Linked DNA regions of Zea mays: all the other regions are linked to region 3. A link is a contact called in public Hi-C data. All regions are on one chromosome and are shown on one strand. The core of a region is the stretch at or near the end of the contact, and the rest is flanking DNA. Distances in the headings are between cores, read along the strand shown.

Region 1 (3,823 bases), core at 1,320-3,819, 490 kb before region 3:
GTCGTCCAAACTGATGGTCCTGGGGAGACCTTGCAGAAAGGAGTCCAGTTTCCCAGCGCCTTCAATGATATTTTCAGGTACTGCCTTCTCAACTGCAGCTTTAATATGATCTTCAAAAGCATTTATAAACCTTCAGACAAGTAGACAATACAACATAGTGGATTAAGTATGAAATTTTGCTTCTTGATGTGTCCAAGTACAATTATATAAAATCCAGGGAACTCTAGTAAACTATATATGTTTTTACATGCGTATGTACAGTGCGAACACATCATAGTTACCAATACAAAACATCAATATCATCTCTTTGCAGATGACATTTAAGTGTAAGCATCCAAGGAAAGGGCTCAAACCTAAACATAAACCCTCAATAGAATAGATTATCTTTACTCGATACATTACCCTCAGTTTAGTTAATATGACACATTTACTGAATTTAAAGGATAGTGAAATCAATGCAATGCAAAAATAAATACAGTAGATATCATAATTTTTGTCCAGGAGCTTGAGATGTAGCGCATGCCAGAAGGCACATAAAACATGCAGACCTCACTGGAATGTAGGTAAAACCATCAAAACAACCATGTATTGCAGCAAAAGATAAGTATTCTTTACTAAATGAGAGATCACTTTCAGACATTAACAGTGGGGGCTTCCCCTGCTGTTTTTTCATGTCCAAACAAATACACCAAATAGTCAATCATCAGACATTAATAAAATTTTACCTCGCCATATTTTTAAAAAGCAGTACATGAATCCATCTACAAAGTTGCAAAAGGAAAGCATACCCTTGATAAAACCAAGATGCTCCACCATCCAGGGATATCACTAGGTCCTTCACATAACAACCACACTGTGAAACAGACAGAGCCAAACTCCCATTCTTGTTCTTTATAACCATGGTTATCCCAACTTCCATTCCTTGAACCTTACAAATAAAGAGGGATAGTTTCTTCCTCTCAGTAAGCAGAATAAAAGATGTCAAAACTTTAAAGCTAGAGCACTAAGCATACTGTGTAGCATAAGTAGTGGCTAGATAAATCCTCAATAAAGAAAAAAAAACTATCCATCAAGAGTTGTTGCTGAAATACAAAAGAATTAGATTTTTCCCGATGGGGGTCAAATTATTAAAGAAGTGCAATTAAGGGGTAAATAAAGATTGGAATAGCCATAAATACCAGAACTGACAAGTTACCGATGTCCAGCCGGTACCGTGTCATGATAGGTTCCCAAACTAATAGTATTCGAAAGTAACCAGCCAAATAACGACCTAGAAACAATGATACCCACAATTGTTTTATACCGTGAGTTCATGATCATTCAAATATTTATTTACATAGTCCATCATTTTTTTTGTTAAAGTTGAAACATACAAGCCTATCTAGAACTGATTGATGATTGGTATCTTGAAAAAAAAATCTGATACCAGAAGATTTGCAGCATGATGCACCATTCTGACTTCAAACAGGAGATGCCATGTAGCATTTGTGTTACTGCCTTATCGGAAGACTATTCTTGATAGAAATAAGGGGAACTACAACTTAACTAAATATGAAAACTAATGAAGATCCCTGGAAGAAAGGCAGCCACGCTAATTTGATAGAAGCATGTAAACTCATGATGTCATTCCTATCCAACGTAAACCAATATCAACTGACGAAACGTTCTGTGCCACCATTAGTTGTGATTGAACTAATAAAGGATCTAAGGAGATAACTGTCCTACTAAAGCCCAAAATTTAGTCAAGATGTTATTAAGAGAGGTTCACAAGACCATCGTTAGAATTTGATATGAAGAAACTTCATCAAGAGAGTATATCCGTCCTTGTTAACTCTATATGCTCAGTTTTCTACAAGAAGCAAAATTGTCCCTTCGCTTGCAACAGCATAACAAGTCAAACATTTAAATATATATAAATATAACTATATAAGGTAACCTCAATTCCAAGCGAAGAATAGGACAGGTGTGAAACTGATTAGTATTCGGTGGCAGTTTAGGTAATTAATGAGACATATGGGGTAGAGCGGTGGTGATAGTAGGCATGCATACCATCACAGCCAACTATACAATACAACGTTTGTACAATTCACATAAAAATCTAAGCACAATCAGCAACAGCTATGGACACCCCTCCCCCTCCCAATTACCAGGATTGAGGCCGTTCCGCTGTCGGTGATCTCTATGGGAAACAACCACGAATCGTAGCAGTAGCTCCAATGCATACTGATGTTGGCGGTGATGCCGGAGGCGACGACGAGAAGGCCCGAGTCTCCGGGGAAGATAGTGGAGTTGTCCCCGACGTCTAGGTGGAATAGCGTGATGTTGGAGGCGGCAACGCGGATGCCGCCAAGGAAGGGCACGCGGACGGCCTTCTCCACCCCGGGGAGGCGAAGAGGGGTCAGCGACCGCACGGCCTCGCTGATAAGCACGTCCTTGGCGAAGGCCAGGCCCTTCTCCGCGACCGCGATGGAGACGTGCGCCTCGTCGGCACCGCTGGCAGACGCCGCCGCGGCAGCGATGAGGAGGAGGTGAAGGGGACAGAGACGAGTCATGATTGTTTTGGGGTGGACGCCTGGACTGTGGGAGCGTAGAAGGAAGGTGAAGTAGTGATTGAGTAGACGCTGCGCGGTAGGTTTACCCGATATTTTCTTTTACATAATTGAAATTTACCTAATGAGAATTAAGATCTGAAATATACTTGTTTATAATTTTTACTTAAAATTTGGATACCCGAAAAATCGAACTCATTTAGTTCCGCACAAACACACCACACTACGTGCAAGTCTCATACCTATTAACTAAAGTTCATTTTTTATATATTGATACATCATAAATTTACAATTACATTACAACAATACAAGTATTTCGAATTACCCAATCTGATTTTTAGACATGCTATCTAAATTAGTGATCCGGTAAATCAGGTCGGATAAATCGGATCTGAGTTCAGGCAAAATCGATTTTAGGTAATGGGTAGCAGGTTTTAGCTCCTTTTTCGTTGTGTATTAAACTTGTGGATGTAGGTCGTTTTTTCTCCTAATTTATTTGAACTTCTTTATTATAGTTCTAACTAGTTAGTTGAACTAGTTGTCCAGACATTTCTATGTTTCTATATATCATATAGGTAGATTTTTATATAGCACAAATAGACATAAGTTACAGTGGTAGAAGTCAAACACTTTATACCAAGGAAGTAGGGTTCGAATCCTCGCGGAAGAGAGAAAGTTTATCCACTCGCTATGCTCACTAGAGCAGACGACGCACGACGAAACACATAAAAATATACTAGCATCTACGATCTACTAGATATCATGTAATTATACACTCCTCAAATATATTTCATAATAAATTTAATAAAATTATCAAAGAAGTGCTTTTTAAGGCTATCTATATCCGATAATTATACACTACTTAAATATATTTCATAATAAATTTAATAAAATTATCAAAGAAGTGTATTTTTAGTGCTATTTCCAGCAGCTCTCTTATTTCATCTTTTATTCATCTCTTATTTCAAACTTTAATATAGTTGGCTTTGTTTTTCTTATCATACAAAGTCTTTCCTAGACGAGTCACCTCTTATCTTAGTTGCTCATTCAACATCGCAATCTCATCCGAATATATTTCTATAATAACATTCTTAACAAGAACTTGATTGTAGGGATTAGAATCATCAATTAAGTTAAGGCAAGAAGTAGAAGCATCTTTTTTTAATAATTTTACTAATTTCAACTAAACATGCCCTTGGGTGCTACCGATGTTTTCTAGCTTATTAATTAGCTCATTATTGTGAATGCTAAGAATTTTCATTTTCTCTATCAAG
Region 2 (3,348 bases), core at 333-2,832, 410 kb before region 3:
GAAAGCTATGGTGCCTGTGTTTGTATGCTTATGATGAGATATCATTTGTGAAGCTTGTACAATACAATTAATGGGCCATTATTGTTATCTTATTATTTAAGATCTATAATATATTTATTTGCTGCTTTATTTGTTAAGGATGCATTTGGTTCAACTTTTTGAACTTGTTTCTGCTTTGAAAAAAAGGGTTGAAAAAGCAGCTTTTTATAGTCCAAAATTGAAACCAGCTTGAAACCTGTTTTTGTTGCTTATCTAATTTTGTTATATTAGTAAATAGATAATGCAGATAGAAATTTAAAATATTAAAATTAATTAAGTGTTATAATAAATGAAATAAACATATTTTATTTAAAATATTAAAAATTAAATTGTAAATTTGATTTATTTGTAAAAATAGCATGAATGCAAATGTGAAATCGACTTTTAATTAGATATATTAATTAAGAGATATAGTTGAATAAAGTCTATAAAATAATATATATTTTGATTATAGTGGACAACTCACAATAATTTGAACTAAACCACTTTTAGCTTTTTTTCTCACGACAACTATTTCACAGCAAACAACCCAGTATAGCTTTTTTAACACCTCACGGCTGAACCAAACGTACCTTAAAACTCTTCTTCTACTTCATAATTATATTTATAGTATTATCACCAATCTCTTTTTATTTACAACTATTTAGTGGTCACTTAGAGTAACTTCAATAGTTCTCTAAAAGACTCTCTGAATCAATAATTTAGATAGTTAACCTAGAAATTTCTCTCGAACAACTCTCTAAATGATTTTTTTTAAATTTAGCTACTTCTCATAAAACCCCATTTTTTCTCTATGTGTGGCAACCATTTACCAACTCTATAAACAAATAATTGAGATTTTTTTTATTTCGGTGCCTTTTCTCCACTCTACAGTAAAGATAGATTAACATAGCTATGCACAGATCGCCAGTGATGAACAATTGTGGCAGCTACTCGGTTAGAGATTAAATATTTAATAATACAATAGCAGCACATGCACATAAAAAAATAAACGAATAAACAATTGCAGCAACCAATCAAAAGCCAACACGGCTCATCGGGTTGAATCCATCGTCACTTCCACAATTTTGAGATCGAGTTGCAAAAGAAAGATAAAAAAATAAGAAAAATTAGGTGGACCCACTTAAACTGTTGACATATTTAAAAAGTAATATATAGAGAACTGTTAGAGAAGATAAGTTTGTGTGTTTTCTATATTATTTGAGGACTTGATAAAATCTAAGATTTAGATAGTACAATTATACATAACTATTGAAATTGCTCTTAGCATAGTTGGTGGAGGCAATGGATAGCAAGTGTAGGAATTATTGGGTAGTGGCATTTAGGGAGAAATATTTCAATTAGGTGCTTATATAACTTTATCTTATTTTGAGAGTGTATTAGAGAAAAAATATTTTTTTCAGTGCTTATATAACTTTATCTTATTTTCAGTGTTCATTGTTAGAGACTATTTTCTGCAGACTCTCCATTTCACGTTTTCACTTCTATCTCACTTTTATTTTAATCTTCACCTTTTATGAGTGTCCGACTGCTAGAGATGGCTAAGAAACAAACGATTGGAGCTCCTGCCGCTCACGGATTAGTCCGGATCGTTCGTCAGCTGCCAGGGCCCAGGACAACTGTCCCTGCAGGCCTGCACGCCGGCGTCCGTGTGATCGCGCTCGCGCCTCCGAAGATCTGAGCAGCTCAGCTAGTGGACTCGTTTCGCTTCCTCCAGGCTCCAGCGCCTGAGGCAGCCGCAACGCAAGGGCCCCGGAACCACGCGAAAACGCGGCCAAAACACCGCGAAAATCTCGACACCCAACTGCGCCGCGTGGGCGGCTGCGGCGGACGACCAATGTGGAGGGGGACGCGCATGTACAGCCTCCTAGGCGTCCTCCTCCTCCTGGCCCTGGCCTACCTGAACTGGCATCCAGGCCACGGCCCCTCCGCCGGCGGCCCTGGTGGGTTCAAGCTCCCCATGCCGTGGCTGCAGCCGCGGATGTCCTTCGTGGGCCGCGCCGGCACCCACTTCGTCGACACCCTCACTGGCGCGCCGATCTACATCAACGGCTGGAACTCGTACTGGCTCCTCTCGGCCCGGTCTCCCTCGTTGTCCGTCGAGATGCTGCGCCGCGGCCGCCGCATGGGGCTGACGATATGCCGCACATGGGCATTCAGCGACGGTGGCCCCGGCGCGCTGCAGATCTCCCCAGGCCGGTTTAGCGAGCCTGTTTTCCAGGTGCGGATTGCTCCTTCTTCATTCCCTTCTCTTCCCACCTACAAAAGCTATTGGAACGGCGCAATTTGTTTTGACTGTCATCTAGAGTAGAACCGGTTCCACCTTCTGAATTTAACTAACGAATGTCCTGTTGTGATTCTCTTGAGCCAAAAGCATAACATAAGTTACATCGAAATGTAGCTAACAAACAGCCAAACAGGTGCATGTGTAAGCACGTGGATTCGATGGGCTATGCACCATGTGAACATTGTGACTTACAAGAATGCTTTGTTACCAGTTACCACGACCATGGCACACATGAGCTGATTGGAATAGACTTATTTGGTAACCCATCTTACCAGTGGCGGGCCCAGGATTTAGAGGATGGGTATTCGAAATTTTTTATAGGATGATTTTTTGAAAGATTAAAACATGTCTATCGATGTATATAGTTAATTATATATATGTATAACCTATAATTAAGCACACACGCTATGGTCATCACTGATTCAATAACTAGTCTACTAAACTCAAATTTCATACAACTATTTCAAAAGTTTTAAATCGAAATGCACCAGTTGGTTGTTGATTAGTTGATAGCTGGCTACTTGTCCACTTTGGTATTTTCCAATCGCTAATGCCCCATCTGCAGCCCAGTACTGCAAGCAGCAAAGCAGGGGAGGTCAGGTCGGGTGTCCACTAGCTGGGTAGGCTTGGACATTGGCACGATGGGACCTTGTCCTTGGTTGTCTGTCTTGTCATGCGGTGACGTTCTGACTACGATGGATTGAAGCCTTGGACGACGGACGACATACGACACAACAACGAGACCAGATACAACACAATGGCAGTTAGTCGGCCAAGTCTGGGCACCTAGCTGCGCCGTAGAGCCACGATGTCTCAACGGAGGTGCTGGTGTCTCCTTGGCATGTGGGGCTGCAAGATGTGACCACGACTTGGTTGCTGGCGCATATGGTGGCTCTACCATGGTGCAACTACTATAGGGTTTGGGGATTTTTTTGTGGTGAGGTAATGACGTGGACTTTGTCGCTCCGTTGGGCTTCATGGTCCACGAAAAACGATTGGATTAGTTAGGTATGAGAGGTAGG
Region 3 (3,629 bases), core at 1,004-3,503:
GGATTTACAAAAGATTTTGCAAAAACAAAACATGTGGTGCAAGCGTGGTCCAAAATGTTATATAAGAAAGAAACAATCCATCCATATCTTGTAAGTATTTAAATTGGCTCAATTCCTAGCAACCTTTACACTTACATTATGCAAACTAGTTCAATTATGCACTTCTATATTTGCTTTGGTTTGTGTTGGCATCAATCACCAAAAAGGGGGAGATTGAAAGGGAATTAGGCTTACACCTAGTCCCTAATTAATTTTGGTGGTTGAATTGCCCAACACAAACAATTGGACTAACTAAGTTTGCCCAAGTTTATAGATTACACAGGTGTAAAAGGTTCACACTCAGCCAATAAAAAGACCAAGTTTTGGATTCAACAAAGGAGCAAAGTGGGAACCGAAGGCCCTCTGGTCTGAGAGCACCGGACTGTCCGGTGTACACCGGACAGTGTCCGGTGCACCAGAGGACTCCAGCTCAAACTCGCCACCTTCGGGAATTTCTAGAGGCGACTCCGCTATAATTCACCGGACTGTCCGGTGTACACCGGACAGTGTCCGGTGCGCCAAGGGAGGTCGGCCTCAGGAACTCGCCAGCTTCGGGAAACTCCAACGGCTAGTCCGCTATAATTCACCGGACTGTCCGGTGTGCACCGGACTGTCCGGTGCGACTCCGGAGCAACGGTCGTCTCCGCGCCAACGGCTACCTGCGGCGCATTAATTGCGCGCTCTGCGCGCGCAGATGTCAGGCGCGCCCACTCCGGCACACCGGACAAGGAACAGTGCATGTCCGGTGTGCACCGGACACCCAGGCGGGCCCACAAGTCAGAAGCTCCAACGGTCAGAATCCAACGGCAGTGATGACGTGGCAGGGGCACCGGACTGTCCGGTGTGCACCGGACTGTCCGGTGCGCCATCGCGCAGACAGCCTCCACCAACGGTCAAGTTGGTGGTTGGGGCTATAAATACCCCAACCACCCCACCATTCATTGCATCCAAGTTTTCCACTCCCCAACTACTACAAGAGCTCTAGCATTCAATTCTAGACACACCAAATAGATCAAATCCTCTCCAAATTCCACACAACGCCATAGTGACTAGAGAGAGTGATTTGCTTGTGTTCTTTTGAGCTCTTGCGCTTGGATCGCTTTCTTTCTTTCTCACTTGTTCTTGTGATCAACACTCATTTGTAACCAAGGCAAGAGGCACCAATTGTGTGGTGGCCCTTGCGGGGAAGTTTTGTTCCCGTGTGATTAAGAAGAGAAAGCTCACTCGATCCGTGGATCGTTTGAGAGAGGGAAGGGTTGAAAGAGACCCGGCCTTTGTGGCCTCCTCAACGGGGAGTAGGTTTGCAAGAACCGAACCTCGGTAAAACAAATCTCCGTGTCTCACTTGCTTATTCGCTTGGGATTTGTTTTGCGCCCTCTCTCGCGAACTCGTTTCTTCATTACTAACGCTAACCCGGCTTGTAGTTGTGTGTATATTTGTAAATTTCAGTTTCGCCCTATTCACCCCCCTCTAGGCGACTATCATTTACTGTCCATGAAATGCTTTGACTCCTATTGAGGTAATGTGCACTTTGATTTATATGCTATTTAAAGTCCCACCTTTGTTCCAATCCAAGAAATTATGTAATTCCTGTCAAGATAATGTTCAGGATAACATTATGTAAGTTTCTGATGTTGTAATTTGAGTTGCTATCTAATTTAAGATATATATAATTCAACTGTTCAAATATAACGTTTATAGAACTCGCGCGAAGCGCGAGCAAAGTACTAGTTTTATAATAATGTGTAATCGAAGAAAAGAATAGGAATAAATGAAGCTTATATTTCGTTTCATAATTGTTTTCAACCTTCTCTCTACGTTTTACCTCTTTCTCATAAAAGAATCAAGAAAGAAGGAAGGGATCATATTATTTTAATTGTGTTGCTTTATTTTAGTTCTTTATAGAAATCTTAATTAATATATTTTTAGTATCAGGTCAGACTAGAGAATAAGATCTTAGTCTTCAGTACTATTTGAATGGCATTATAGGTCAACAGATATTACAAAACTCTTTTCTGCTGTAGTGTTAAAAATAGAGACAGTTTCAGGATGAAACAGACTTTACTCTAAAATGATATATCGCCGTTTCGTTAATTAAGGAAAACATAAAACAACTTAGAAAAAAGAGTGATTGTCAGTGTCAGTCTTTAAAAGATTCAGAGCTCATCTTGAGCGGTCCCCTGGAGCAGCCCCGAGGAGTCCTCCCACAGACGTGGCTCCTGGGATCATGTACCACGCAGGCACGGTGCCAAGGTCCATCACGCGTGCCGCCGTGACGTGCACTGCTGTTTCCAAGGCACCCCCCTGGCCCCTGGCTACGCGCCAAAATCGTCCCTCACACGGCGGCAGCAAAAACAGAGGACACGGGTGCGAGAGACATGCGACAGAGAATCCATGGCGGCGGCGGCGTGGTGGGAGACGCTGGTGGTGGCAGCGGCGGCGGATGGAACCGGTGGGAGCAGCACCACGGTGGTGTCCATCTGCATGTTCACGACGGTGCTGTGCCTGTGCCTCGTCGCGGGCCACCTCCTCGAGGAGAACAAGTGGGTCAATGAGTCCATCACCGCCCTCGTCATCGTACGAATCCAATCCCCGCCAAATTTTCACTGATAATAAGTAGTATTTCATTGTCAACAACAACTATTTTCTACGATTTTCTTTTGCCAGGGGTGCATCATAGGAGTGATCGTATTTCTGCTGACCAAGGGGAAGCACTCACACATCCTGCGGTTCGATGAGCAGCTCTTCTTCATCTACGTGCTTCCACCGATAATCTTCAACGCCGGGTATGCATGCTTGGTCCACTTGCAAGGTAGTATTTGTAATGGCGTGACTGAGAGCTTCGATCAGATGCCTACTCGAGTGTTCTGGATATGACTGTTGTTTGCCTACAGGTTTCAGGTCAAGAAAAAGCAGTTCTTCCACAACTTCATGACCATCATGTCCTTCGGCGTGTTCGGCGTTTTCATCTCAGGTGCAATAGTTTCGGCAGGTAGGTTTTTACTGATTCGTTAGCTCTTTGTTCATATCGATGGTATATATTCATCTATTATTCTGTATACAGTTCAATATTGCAACTAGTAAAACCTAGGCTCATTCGCAATGCACAACTTCCTCACCATTGGTGACTGACAATGACATGTACTTCGTCTGGTTAATATCAGGCTGCTATTGGCTCTTCCCGAAAGTCGGGTTTGGAGAACTTGGTGCGGTAGATTATTTAGGTTTGTCTTCCTTTATTTGTGTCACTCATAGACTGCTCTCTGTCCTGTCATGAAATTTGTACTGATCTCATGTCCATCTGCAGCACTGGGAGCCATATTTTCTTCAACAGACACCGTGTGCACGTTGCAGGTCTGCTGCATTCTGAATCCTTAACACTTTGTCCCACTTCCATCTGCTTAACACACGGAGCTGAAACGCAGGTCATAAACCAAGATGAGACACCAAGGCTGTACAGCCTGGTGTTTGGAGAAGGAGTTGTCAACGATGCAACGGCGGTCGTTCTTTTCAATGCCATCAAGGATCTCGATATCAGTCGGCTCAAGGGTGGGGTTGTGCTAAAAGTGATATTTGACTTCCTCTATCTC

Evidence for each region. A called contact is a pair of places that touch in the nucleus more often than the background predicts.
Region 1: a Hi-C map of ear shows a contact between it and region 3, with 2.5 times the contacts expected there. The contact joins the promoter of LOC100283980 here to the promoter of LOC103638329 in region 3. A contact is called at or near these places in 3 of 25 Hi-C or Micro-C datasets (bundle sheath, ear and tassel).
Region 2: a Hi-C map of leaf shows a contact between it and region 3, with 5 times the contacts expected there. The contact joins the promoter of LOC103638326 here to the promoter of LOC103638329 in region 3. A contact is called at or near these places in 2 of 25 Hi-C or Micro-C datasets (leaf and tassel).

Annotation. Positions count from the first base shown.
Region 1 is chr9:46,833,957-46,837,779 of Zm-B73-REFERENCE-NAM-5.0, forward strand. LOC100283980 (lipid binding protein) reads right to left here and starts at 2,570. Exons shown (of 6, transcript NM_001156878.1): 1 at 2,148-2,570; 2 at 789-928; 3 at 1-130. The coding sequence starts at 2,552.
Region 2 is chr9:46,922,765-46,926,112 of Zm-B73-REFERENCE-NAM-5.0, forward strand. LOC103638326 (mannan endo-1,4-beta-mannosidase 6) reads left to right here and starts at 1,583. Exons shown (of 5, transcript XM_008661272.2): 1 at 1,583-2,260. The coding sequence starts at 1,877.
Region 3 is chr9:47,328,921-47,332,549 of Zm-B73-REFERENCE-NAM-5.0, forward strand. LOC103638329 (sodium/hydrogen exchanger 4) reads left to right here and starts at 2,254. Exons shown (of 14, transcript XM_008661274.3): 1 at 2,254-2,616; 2 at 2,707-2,825; 3 at 2,934-3,031; 4 at 3,204-3,263; 5 at 3,347-3,393; 6 at 3,465-3,629. The coding sequence starts at 2,434.